2 separate regions of the Manis javanica genome follow, and region 1 is linked to region 2. Evidence: chromatin contacts called from public Hi-C data. All regions are on one chromosome and are shown on one strand. The core of a region is the stretch at or near the end of the contact, and the rest is flanking DNA. Distances in the headings are between cores, read along the strand shown. Region 1 holds the start of SPATA20 (spermatogenesis associated 20). Region 2 holds the start of ANKRD40 (ankyrin repeat domain 40).

Region 1 (6,553 bases), core at 1,055-3,554, 140 kb after region 2:
CGTCCAGCTGCTGGAAGCAGCGACTTTTCATGGTGGCAGCAGAGGGTGGCACCTGGCGGTCACCCATGCTAATCTCCGACCGAGCCAGCAGGGCTGTGGTGACACGCTGACTGTTTTCGAGCAGGGCACCCTTGTTCTGTTTCCACTATAGGAGGCAGGGGCAGACCTGGAAGTCAGCATGGGTGGGGCCCCTTGTCTCCTCGCCCTTGACCTTGGTCTCCCCACTCCCTGATGCACACCCACCTTGTCCCGTATTCTCAGCAACACCGTCCGAAAGCCAACTCGGGTCAGGCCATCCTCCAGGGGGAAATAGGTGCCCCCCACAAAGGGCTGGAGGTTGGGAGTCAACCACACATTCATGGGCCAGCCCCCACCATTGCTGGTGGCCTAGCAGAGAAGGGGCAAGGGTGAGGGGAGTGGCCCTAGTGCAAAGGCAACCCCCGCCCCACCCCTCCATGGGAAGACCACTCACCTGCACAAAGGTCATGTATACCTTGTCCACATCAGGTCGCTCCTCCCGGTCCACCTTCACACAGACAAAATCCTCATTGAGCAGTTGGCCAATCTCCTCGTTCTGGAAGGACTCCTCTTCCATCATATGGCACCAGTGGCAGGTGGAGTATCCCACTAGAATGGGGCCATGGGGGGCCCAGCGGGCAGAGTGACTGACCACAAGGAAGGCCAGTCAAGGGGCCCAAGCTGGACTGAAGAGACCCTGACCTCTAGTTTCCTGGGGGTCCCAGGTCCAGAGGACCCTTCCCCTATCCCCTATCACTCCTCCACCCTCTATCCCAGGGAAGGCAGGTGTCTTACCTGAAAGGAAAATTGGCTTGTTTTCATTCCTGGCTTTGTCAAAGGCTTCCTTTCCCCAGGGGTACCTAGGTCAGCAGGGTAGGGCACCACTTATAAGCCTGAGGGGAGGGAAAAGGGGCTGAGACCCAGCAGCCTGGAGGAGAGCGTCACTTGGGGAGAGGTACTCACCAGTCCACAGGATTGTAGGCATGTTGCAGGAGGTATGGTGACTTCTCATTGATCAGGCGATTGGGGACCTTCTGAGGGGTGGACTGGGTGCATTTGGGTTGGCTTCCCTTCGCTCCAGCAGGCATGGGCACTGAACTACTGACTGTCACACTTCGGTCCTTGTCCCGGGAGGAGCTACCCCTGCATGGGCAGATGGGTCAGGCAAAGGGTCCCCACCCACCTACCACAGGGGCCTGCCCCACCCCACCCCACTCCAAGCACCCTTCCCAGAATCCGGCTCCCAGCCCCACCTACCTTTCTGAACCACGGGGGAGACCCTTGTGACCCCCCTTGTGTTTTTTGGGGGCTGAAGAAATGTGGCTCATTGGGACTCCCTGCCAGGTTAGCCTCCCCCAACCCCTTGGACCAGGTGGCGGCAAGGATGATGACTGTGAGGTCAGCATGAGTCACAGCGGGTAGAATTGTCCATAAGGCTCCATTCTGTCCCCCTAACAGGGCCCCTCCCCCGGGGGGGGTTGCTGGGGATGTCTCCTTGGCATGACTGGGTGTGCCATCTGGGCAGGAAGGCTGCACACTGCTGGTAGCTGGACAGCAAGCATATTTGGGTTTGGGACTGGCCCCGGTGAGGGGCAACAAGAGGAAAATCAACAATGGGGACTTCCTCACTCAACTTCCACTCACTGGGCACTCCTGAGAAACCTGGTCCTGTGCCAGGATCCCAGGACCCCCAGAGAATCAGAAACCGGCTCTGATAGGGGGCTCAGCCTAGGCAGGTGGTGCTGCAGAGCAGACCTAAATAATGGCAGACCCTTGCAGAAATAAGAACTGTGACAGGCCAGCCCAGGGTACTGTTGGACAAGGACCCTTGGCCCAGAATTGTGGTTCAAGGAAGGCTTCCTGGAGGAGGTGTCAGAACAGAGTCCCTGGGGAGCTAGCCCTGCGGCCCCCCCAGGGGGGGCGGGGGTAAGGAGGGCATGGCTGCTTGGGTCAGGTCGTGGGAGCAGACTGGGGGTGCGGGGAGGACAGGCATGAGGAGGTGATCGGGCACGCATTGGGGACCAGCGCCGGGACGACCGGTCCCGGGGCCCCCCAGACACAGGACGCGCCACAGCGGCCCACTCACTCACCCGTATCTGAGGCTCGCGACGAGGCCCGGCCCAGGGTGGGGCAGCAGGAGGCCGCGGCACTGCCGGGTCTGCGCGCCCAGCCCGGCTACTCGCGGCTGTGGGCCGAGACACCGCGTACACGACTGAGAGCCCGAGGCTGTGAGAGGCGGGCCCGAGCATCCACCGAGCCGCACACAGGCGGGTCTTAGTCGAAACTCCCGGCGGCGAGGCTGGTCTCCGAGCGCCTCCCGGTGGCTGAATGAGGGATTGCAGACCCAACAGCCCGGGGTTGACAGGACCCAGGTCTGTGCACAAAATTGGGATGGCTCAGCTGAATCTCAACCAGCTGCCTGCGGAAGCATAACCCCCATGAGGAGAACGTGGAGGGCTGTGAGGATGCCAGGACCTCGGTATGCCAGTCTCAGCTCATTTTGTCCAACCCTTGCCCATTTTACAAATGGGAAATGAGGTGCAAGCAGAAGGCATGTGTTTTCCAGGCCCATCCACCAGTGAGTTTTGCTTTTGCCTGTCCTCTCCATCTCAAGGTTCTGCTCAAATCCCACGCACTCCAAGAAGCCTTCTCTGAATAATAATGATGAGCCAACTTTATGTCCTATCATGTACTTTACACCCTTGTCCCATTTGCTACATTCTGCCAATACATATTGAATGCCCACTGGCTGCCAGACACTCTGCTAGGTACAATGATGGGCAGAGAGAAACCAGACTCCTCCCCTTGTGTTGCTCACAGTCTGATGAGGGAGGCAGAAGCTAATCTGACAGCCATACAAATTAATGTACAACCACCCACTGTAATTAGTGGCATGACTAGGTATGACAAGAAACCTGGTCTGGTGGGAGAGGCAGTGGTGGCAGGGGTGGGGTGGGGGAGTGGGGAGTGGGTGGAGGCTTCCCTGAGGAAATCACCTTTGTGTAGCAGCCATTGAAGAACAAGAGGATGGAATCCAGAGAGGGTGTGAGAAGAATGCTGGGGAAGCAGGAGGAACAGATGTGCAAAGGCCCTGTGGTGTGGCAATGAGTCAGTGCTGGGGAACTGCAGATGGCCCACATGGCTGCAGGACAGAGAACTAAGGAAGAAAGGTAGTAGATGAGGTTGTGAGGCTGGGGAGGAGGGCAGGTCTTGGAGGGACTTGTGAACTATGAAAAGGAGTTTTGGTTACTGATGAGAGCAGAAGATGTTGGAGGGTTTTAGTAAAGGGAGTGACCCTACATTTTACAAAGATCCCTCTGGTTTCCAGTGGAGAATGGACTTGAAAGGAGTAAGAGTGGAAGCAGGCATGGTTAGGAGGCCTTAGCAGGCTCTGGGGGAGATGGTGGGGCCCTATACCAGGTGTAGGTGGAGATCAAGAGTAGATGGCCTCAAGGTCTGTAGAGGAGGAAACGTCAAAATTGGCAGTGAGGGAGAGGGAGGTACTAAGAGTGATTTGCAAAGTGGGGCTTGTGCTGAGTGGTGAGGCCATTTTCAAGGAGGGGGTTGGGGAAAGGCTCAGGTGGGGGTGTTCATGAGATCATTCTTGGAATGTAGGTTTGAAATTCCCTTGAGACACATATGTGGAGATGACAAGGCTCTGCAATGCAGAGGGGAGGTCATGGAAGAAACCAGGGGGCATCATCCAGGGAGACTGCAGTGAGGAGAGAAGGGGGGCTCAGGCCCCAGCCTGGGGGACTCAGGAGTGCACCTGTGAAAGACAGAGACGGAAGAGCCAGAAGGTCAAAGGAAAACCAGGAGAGGGTGATGACCCAGAGGCAAAGGGACAGAGATTTGCAAGGAGGGAGGATCCACATGGTCAGGCTCCAGAGAAGCTGCTAGGATGGAAAGAAAAAGGTACACTGGCTTTAGCAACATGGAGACCATTGGTAGGTTTGGCAGGTGCATTCAGTGAGGTGAGGCTGACAGAGAAGCTGGTTGGAGTGGGTTGAGGAGGGACGAGAAAGAAAGGGGATGCAGAGAGATAGGATGGGTGCTTGATGTGAGGGGAAATATGGAAAGACACTTTCAAGATGGATGAGGCTATGACAATTATCAAGGGGAAGGATTTGGTTGAGAGAAGGCAATTGACAATATCAAGGAGAAAAGAGATCTCTGAGAAGGTTGGGTGATGGGGTGACAGAAGGGTTGGCAGGCTGGAGGGTCTGGTGGGTACTCCCTGGAAGGACTGAGATTAAGATCAGAGAACAGGAAGCCTGCCTTGAATGTGGAGGGACTAGGGTGAGGACAAGACCCAAAGTGTGACCATGGGCAAAGGTAGCTGAGAGGTCAAGGGGTGGCAAGATCATCCTCTTGGATAAAGGAATCACATGGGATTGAGCAAGATTTGAGGAAGAAGGCTGTGATCCAGGCTGGAAGCATGGCAAGAATGAGGTAGAGCACAGCGCCAGGTAGAGAGGAGGCAAGACAGCCTGTGGCTCCCGCCTCCAAGGAGAGTCTTACAGGAGGAAGATGGTCCAGAAGTAGCTACGGGAAACAAGGTTGCTAACCTCTTCTTCGTGGGAGTCAAAACAGCACCCTTTGGGGACTGGGGAAGATGGGTGGGAAGGGAGGGATAAGGGGGGAAAAGGGGTATTATGATTAACATACATAATGTAGCCGGGGCGGGGTGGGGGAATACAGGGAAGGCAGTATAACACAGAGAAGACAAGTAGTGATTCTATAGCATCTTACTACGCTGATGGACAGTGACTGTAATGGGGTATGTGGTGGGGACTTGATAATAGGGGGAGTCTAGTAACCATAATATTGCTCATGTAATTGTACATTAATAATAGCAAAATAAAAATAATAAAAGCCAGTCCAAAAAAAAAACACAGCACCATTTGGGAGTCCTTAGGGTACTGTTCACAAAGGATAGCCAGTTTAGAAGAGCAGGGACCAGGCAGGGGAGGGGTGAAGGGTGGGTCAGCAACCAAGAGGGGTGGAGACCTCTCTGGGGTGGACAGCAGAAGACAGATGGGAGCTGGCCTCTGGGCACTGCCTAGCACAATCGGAATGAGGGGTAAAGTAGGGTTATTCCTCATGATTAGTCTCTGAGGAGGGTGGGCCCTGAGCTGAATGGACATTGGCCTGGGAGGAGCCACACAACTTCATAAGGAAGGAAGTCTAGTTTCTGTTTGACAAGTAAGGAAACAGAGGCACAGAGTCATAGAGAGGTTAAGTAATTTACTCAATCAGGGAGCATAACTGCTTATTACTAAGTGATTATTATTATTATTATGTACAAACCATAGAACAGAATTCTGAACTCTGTTTGTCTGACTCCTAAGTAGGTGTTCTTGACCATCCTGCCTGTAAGAGCCATGATAGGATTCCCTCCTTCCAAAAAAACAAAGCAACTTTCCCCAACCCCACCAAGAAGGAAATCAGCATTGTCTTCTCCCCAGGACTTTGGTGTTTCTGGTTTATGGAAGGCCATTTTCCCCAAGGGCCTGGAAAGGGGTGGGGGCTGGCAGCAGCCCGCCTCAGAGTCAGACTCTGAGCCCTGAGGGCACACGAGTGTCCAGTGGCTGGAGGGCATTGAGTAGAAAGGGTGTGAGGGTGACCATGGTGGCCCCCAGTTTCTGCCAGGTTCTGCCCAGGTTTCCCAGACCCCACATAAGACCACAGGAGGGGTCAGGCTCCCTCTGCATGCCTGAGATTGACTTCTTTGCCAGCCCTGGTGAGGGAAACGAGGGGTGTAGAGCTAGATGTAAGGTGAGTCAGTAATAGGAGCAGGAGACCTCCTGTGGCTTGCCAGCCCCACTGAATTCTGAGATCCTGGAGGCTATGAGTTTAGCAATTCTTGATCGCTCCCAGGTGAGCCCAGCACTTTGTCCAGTCAGTCAGTCAATATTTGCAAACTAAATCTGGGGTGTAGCCCAGCTCAGGAATGTGGAACCAGACTGAGACTGAATCCCAGCCCCACTCTATGCTAGCTGTTACTTTGAGAAGGCCACTTAATTTCTCAAAGCCTCAGTTTCCTTCTTATAAAATGGAGACAGGGACAGGTGCACTTGGTTTAATGTCCTGCTGTCCCCATTTTGAATTTCTTAACCCAATTTTGAACAAGGGCTCTGAATTTCCATTTTGCACTTGGCCCCACTATTATGTAGCCAGTCCTGAAGGGAAGTAATATTATCTACCTCAGAGTGTTATTGCAAGGATTAAATTAAATAATCTGCTCTAAGTGTTTAGCCAAGAAATGGCAATTGCCTATCGTTCCTTGCTATTAGGTCACCCCCAGTGCCCACGTGAGATAAATGACCAAATGAGTAAGAGCTTGGGGAGCATCTGGAAGCGAAGGTGCCAGGCTGAGGGGGGCTGTATGGGAAGCTTCAGCATTTTGAGCCCCACGTTGTGGAGCAGCTGTTTGCACAGTGGGCAGCTGGTGATTCCCGCTGTGGTCCAGACTGGGCAGCTACGTCCGGCAGAAGTCTACTTGCTGAGAGTGGAAGACCGGGGTTCCGGTCTT
Region 2 (6,336 bases), core at 2,296-4,795:
AAGAGACACCTGGGAAACACACACAGAGGAGAGACAGTGTAAGGACACAGGGAGGGCAGCCACCTGCAAGTCAAGGCAAGGGGCCTCAGGAGGAACTAAACCTGCTCACACCTTGAACTTCTGACCTCCAGAACTAGGAGAAAATTAATTTCTGTTGTTTAACCCTGTCTGGTATTTTGTTAGAGCAGCTCAAGCAAACTGCCGTAGTCACTATGGGTCTTCCAACCACTTCTCAGCCTCCAGGGAGGCCCCACCTCTCTGTCCCCCATCTGCTGTGGTGCCTCAGTCACCTTTCTAAACATAAATCGGCCGTGCCTCTTCTCCTCTCAGAACTCTTCAATGGCTCCCAATCATCCCCTTTCTAAAATTCTACCACAAGGTCACCCATGATCTGACCTGCTTCTCCAAGTTCATCTGCTACTGCTTCCCCTCACCCTGAACACCCCTACTTCCTACCATAGTGCACCATGTTGCACAGCTCCAGGCATGTTCTCCAGAATGTTCTTCTCTCACCCCTGCTACTCCTACCTTCTTTCTGTGCTCACAGCCCAAGCATCATTAGCCCTATGAAGACAACCCAGACCCTCATTCTCTGCCTGTCACATACAGCCCATCACCCTCTTCATTGTATCACCATATTACAGCCTTAAACATCCCTGTACATTTTGGGGTTGGTCACAGGATATTACAACTATCAGTCTTTTCCTTTAAAGTGAAAGTTCCTTTGGGTCATATGCCGTTCCTTCTTCATCCTTGTATTCCCATATTCTTGCACAGTATGTAACACATAGGAGGTAGATCCTGTTCACTCCTCACCCTATTATAGTCTGCCTGCCATCCCTACCACTCCTTTGCCACTTCCTTCCATCTCCAGGGTCACCATCAATCTCCTTGTGCTCAAATGCATTCTACACTTTGCCATTCTTTCTTTCCTGTCATTTCTGCAGCATCTGACTCTGTGGATCATCTCTTTTCTCCAAACTCTCTGACCCCTTTGCTTTTCACCTGCTATTTCAGTTTCTCTTCTTTCAGTCTCAGTTGAATTTCTACTCTTCTGCCCAGTATTAAAATACTGGGTTCCCTTTGGGGTTCTGTCTTTGGCTGCCTTCTCTAAGGACTCAACACCCTCTCACCACCTTTTGCTGGTGACTACCAAACCCAAATCACCTGCCCAGAACTCCTTCCTTAATCTCACACCCATGTATACAGCTGTTTACTGGGCATCTCCACTTAGCTGAAAATTTGAAAAGTAAGCACAGGCTCTGGAGTCCAACTGAGTTCAAAGCCTTGCTCCATCATTAAGCTGCATAGTGTTGGGCAAGTTATGTCTCTGTGTCTCAGATAACAATAGTCCTACCTTACGGGGTTGCTGTGAGAATTAAATGAGATAATTCATGTAGAACACTTAGCATAGTGCCTGCCAATGAGTCAATGTTAATAGTAGTAGTAATTAAAGAGTCTCAGAAAGCTTAACACAACAGATTCAAAAGTGAATTTATCACCATACCTGAAACCTTCTCTTCGTTCTTTGGCCTAAATCTCAGTAAATGGCACCATTATCTACCCAGCCAGAAATCTGGGTGTTAGAATGTTATCGTTGTCTCCTGGCCATTACTGCCCTCCCATTCTATCAGGGGCTCTTCCTTGCCTTGACCTTGTTATAACATACTTACAACCCATGGAGCATTTCCAATGACCAGACTTAACACATAGTCATTCATTCAATCCATAGAACAATCCTGCAATCAAGTGCTATTGTTATTATCCCTTTTTTGCACATGACAGAGTTAGAAGCACAGAAAGTTTAAGTGACTCATCCAAGATCATGTGAGTGGCAAAGCTGTCTGGTTTTCATCTCCTTACTCACAAGCACTATGCCTGTGCCATACTGCTTCTATGGTAATACTTACCATTTTCTGTAGTTGGCCTTAACTCCCATGCTAGACTGTGTGTTCTTTGAAATCAGGGACTGGTTGGTTTGCAGCAGCATCTTCAGTGACTGGGGGAGTACCTGACAAACAGTGCATGCTGAATACACACAGTGGGTTAGATAATTCCCTAGAGACAAGAAAAGTATAGGTAAATGAAATAAAACACTAGCCATCAGATTGCCTCCAGTTATGGCCAAGGTTAAAGGTTTGGTTTGTGGACAAAGTTTTGTTTTTTAGGTGAAGAGAATAAGCAGAAGATTGGAGTCAAAGATAAGTAGAAGTTGGGTTTAAGAAGATACTAATATTCACTGATTCAGCAGTTACTATAGGGCACATGCTATAATCCTTTTAAAGAAAGGAAATTTGACAAAAAAAGAGAACTCACAGACTAGCATGCAGTCACTACTAAAATTTTTTAACTGCTTGTTAAAGGGCCCAATTCCACTGCTATGCACATCAGCTTCAGATAGAATATCATGCTGGATATGAGAATTAAATTTAAATTGGGGGACAAATAAAAATGTAAGGCCAAGCAGAGTTCCATTTTGCCATGAGGATCAATTCAAGTGCACAGCCAGTTTATATTCAGCACCACCTGGTGTGCACTGAGTTCTGTGTGAATTACTGTATCATAATAAACAAACAGACATGGGGTTTCCTTAAACAGTAGCAAGGAAAATGCTTGCTGTGCAGACCCTGTGGCAGTCCCAAGAGAGGGAAATAAAAACTCCATACCTAAATTTGTCCCTTCCCATTTCATCTCTTTTTATTCAAGACTTCCTCCTTTCCACCTCAGGCTTATTTCCTTAATCCTCCTAACCCCATCTGCAAGGTTGCATCCTGTGCCATACTCGAAGATCTCTCTAGGCCCACCAGGCTCAGCAAAACCATAATACTGCCACCCCAGACTCTGAGCATTAGGTTGATTAGGCAAGGAGTCAGACAGAATGCTGTTTATATATACACCATAGCTCTCCCCAGAGCTTCTGGCATCAGGATCCGGATAATTCCATAGCTTCTTCGGTGTTTCTTTTTTCTTTACATGGCCTTTGTGAAGAGTAATTAATCATGATTTATAAGCAGTAATAAATTACAGTTTATAGACTCTAGGCACAATATATGTTTCCTGAAAGCCAAGTTAGAAGAAATCCCTATCTAAAATGAGATGTAAAACAACAGGAAATGAAATAAATATTCGAATTGAATGGTCCCAAGCACTGTCAAAAGAAGAAAGAACAGTGCAATCTATCTCTGCAATAATGAGCATATAATAATAGTAGGATCGTTTTCAGCCCATTTCCCCATCCTGCTGGGCAAGAGCTGGCTCAGATAAGGAAAAAGAGACACACACTAGTGAGGAAAAAAACAATTATTTTTGATGCCTGGTAAACAGCCTGCGCCAGAGGATAAGCCTTTTCTGGCTCTTGAATATACTTTTTTTCTCTTTCCATGTGTCTGTCCTCATCTCTTGAAGCTGCGGGGTGGGGAGGTCTAAAAATAGTCCATGAATCACCGCAGATAATATCGTGCAGCAGTTACATAAACAGCCCGCCCGGGCGCCAGGGATCGAGGGTAGGAACGGAAAATATCTGGGTCAGAGTTGTCACTCTGAATTGAGTCCCCCGGAGCCGGCCTTCGGGAGGCGCGGCCCGGGAGGAGGCTTAGGCCTGCAGGCCGGGAGCAGCAGTGGAGGGGCGGGCGGCCCGCGCGAGGAAGCAGAAGCCCCGGGCCGGGCGCTGGAGGCGGCGCGAGCGGGCCGGGCGAGCTCTCTGCAATCTCCCCATGGCTGGGGGCGGGCAGCGGTGGCGGCGGCGCTGACTGGCCCGGGGTGGGACGGGCGGAGTGTTGAGGCCGAGGGGAAGATGAGCGCTCTCCTAGAGCAGAAGGAGCAGCAGGAGAGGCTGCGGGAGGCCGCGGCCTTGGGGGACATTCGGGAGGTGCAGAAACTGGTGGAGAGCGGGGTGGATGTGAACTCCCAAAATGAGGTCAACGGCTGGTAAGTGGGGAGCGGGGGAGGCCTAGGGTCAGAGCAGCCGACTCGAGGCCCGGGCGTGGAGCGGGCGACTGGCCTAGCGCTGTCCCCGGATGCCCACTGAGGCGTGGCCTGGCTCCCAAAAAGGCCTCGGAGGTTGTGCGCTCTTGAGGCCAGCCCTGGCCCCTGTGCTTCGTGTAGTCAGGAGCGCGGCCCAACTTCCCGCCCACGTGGGCCTCCCCGGGCAGCGCCCACCCGAACCCTGGCGCGGCCCCCCTGCAGCCCCCTGGCTAACTTAGCCAGAACAGTGTTGGCGACGGTTGAATTCTCACGTTGATAAGGAGCTCACCCCCAGTTCGATTATGAATTACTTTGCCTCTGGAGAACACATCTGTGCGAAGCATAAAGTATAAGCAACTGCGTAAATATGAATCCTATAAACTAGCACGATTTATTTTCCCAAGACCAGAAAAAAAATCACTTGCATCACTATCCTGCTTGTCTGTTGTCTCACTGCAGCAGTGACTTGCGGCTGCCAACAACTGCCTGTTGAGGGAAGACTGATTCGTTTGTCCTATAGAATGTTTTGTTTTTTCTTATTACAATTTCAAATACAGAATTTGATCCAAGGCTTTAGATGCCTACGTGCAATAGATTCCTTTCCAATTAAATAAGGAGTCTCATTTTAAGATGTGCTGGTGTTCAAATTTTTAGTGTTAAGTTACTGTATGTGGTATTCTGCTCTCTTCACATTTACATTTAAAATTTTTATTTGATCCAGGTAATGCTTAACCAGCCTATTTTGTTAGCTTAGAGTTAAAGTGAGTTTGCAAGTGTTTTTTTTTTTTTTAAGTGGAAACATACAATTTGGAACTGAAAGGGACGTGGGAGATAGATTCAACACTACAGGGTAACTTGCCCTAGGTCATACATAACTATTCGTATGACAGCTAGGACCACAACCATGGTTTCCTGTCTTACTCACAAATCTCTCTACCTCCTTACCCTAAAGAAAACAGCCTGGGTAGCTGCCTAGAAAGCCAGAAAACAGTAGATACTGCCTCTTTTTTATTTTGTTTTGTTTAAGACTGTTTGCAAACAAGCTTGCTGTTCTATGTGTCCCTTCTCTGAGCATTGCTCTGATTCACAAGTTGTGAATCACTGCTTTGGCACTGGGAGGCAGTGTTGTATAGAAGAATGAGCCGGGTCTGCTGCAGTTTCTGTTTCTGCTTAGCTCTGGACCTTGCCTAAGTTACTTAATGTTGTGAGCATGTAAGGAGCATAATGTAAATAGCTATCAATTATTTAGCCTACTCTGTCGCACAAAGGAGGTTCTAAGTTCTTTATATGTATTATCTCATTCACAGCTACTCAAGGACATTAGCTATTGTTATTTTCCATTTTACAGGTGAGGAAACTGAGGCTCAGAAAGATTAAGTTATTTCCCCAAGGTCATAGAATTTACAGTAATTAGTGGAGCTGGTAAATGAACCCAACATCTAATTTCAGACCTGTTTCCAACCACAATGCCTGGCATTGTAGTTGCTCAGCAAATGTTAAGTTGAATTTGATATAACCTGAAGAGGCTTCTCATAGATTTAATTGGGGAAGATGTTTAAGAGTCACCTCAAATTCAACATGTCCAAGTTGAATTTCCGATGTCCCCTCACCCCTCTAACTCCCCCAGACCTGCTCCTCTGAGTCTTCCCTATCTCCACATCTGAGGTGCTCAGACCAGAACCCCTGGTGCCCTCTTTGCCTCCTGTATTTCCCCCACACCCCATACTCAGTCGTTTGGCTGATTCTTCCAGCTCCACCTTCAGCTATGGTCAGAATCTGACTACTTTTCACTAACTCTAGCACTACTACTCTGGTACAAAGCCATCACTCTGTCACCTGGATTATTGCAGTAGCCTCCTATCTAGTCTCCTTGCTTGTTCCCTTATACCGTACAGTCTTTTCTCTGCACAGCAGCCAGAAGGACCCTGACTTAAAACATGAGTCGGATCATTTCACTGCTCAAAACTCTCTAATGGCTCCCATCTCACTCTGAGTAAAAGCCCACAGGGTCCAACAGCTTCTACCCCCTCTCCCCACCATCCTCCCTCCTTACCTGCATGCCTCATCTTGCTCTTTGCCCCTTTGTTTCCTTCATTTTGCTTCCCTGGCCTCCTTGCCTTTCCTGGAACACCAGGCACAGTCCTGATTCAAGGGCTTTGTGTTTTCTTTCCCTCCATCTAGATGCTTTTGCTCCCACCCCCCCTTCAGGTCTTAGCTAGATGTCACCTCCCTGAGCCTTGCCTTGGCCCTCAATTTAAAGTTGCACCATACCCCTCCCCTGCATCTGCAATCCCCTAATCCCTTTCCTTGCTTTATTGTCCCTATAACACTTAATCACCACCTAGTGTGCTATTTGTTTTGTTTCTTTGCTGA

Evidence for each region. A called contact is a pair of places that touch in the nucleus more often than the background predicts.
Region 1: a Hi-C map of blood shows a contact between it and region 2, with 4 times the contacts expected there. The contact joins the promoter of SPATA20 here to the promoter of ANKRD40 in region 2. A contact is called at or near these places in 2 of 2 Hi-C or Micro-C datasets (blood and fibroblasts).

What each region holds. Positions count from the first base shown.
Region 1 is chr4:155,992,731-155,999,283 of MJ_LKY, forward strand. SPATA20 (spermatogenesis associated 20) reads right to left here and starts at 2,305. Exons shown (of 16, transcript XM_017669474.3): 1 at 2,109-2,305; 2 at 982-1,161; 3 at 814-878; 4 at 473-627; 5 at 244-387; 6 at 1-145. The coding sequence starts at 1,106. EPN3 (epsin 3) reads right to left here. Exons shown (of 9, transcript XM_036999090.2): 9 at 5,246-6,553.
Region 2 is chr4:155,850,681-155,857,016 of MJ_LKY, forward strand. ANKRD40 (ankyrin repeat domain 40) reads left to right here and starts at 3,546. Exons shown (of 5, transcript XM_017669487.3): 1 at 3,546-3,927. The coding sequence starts at 3,794.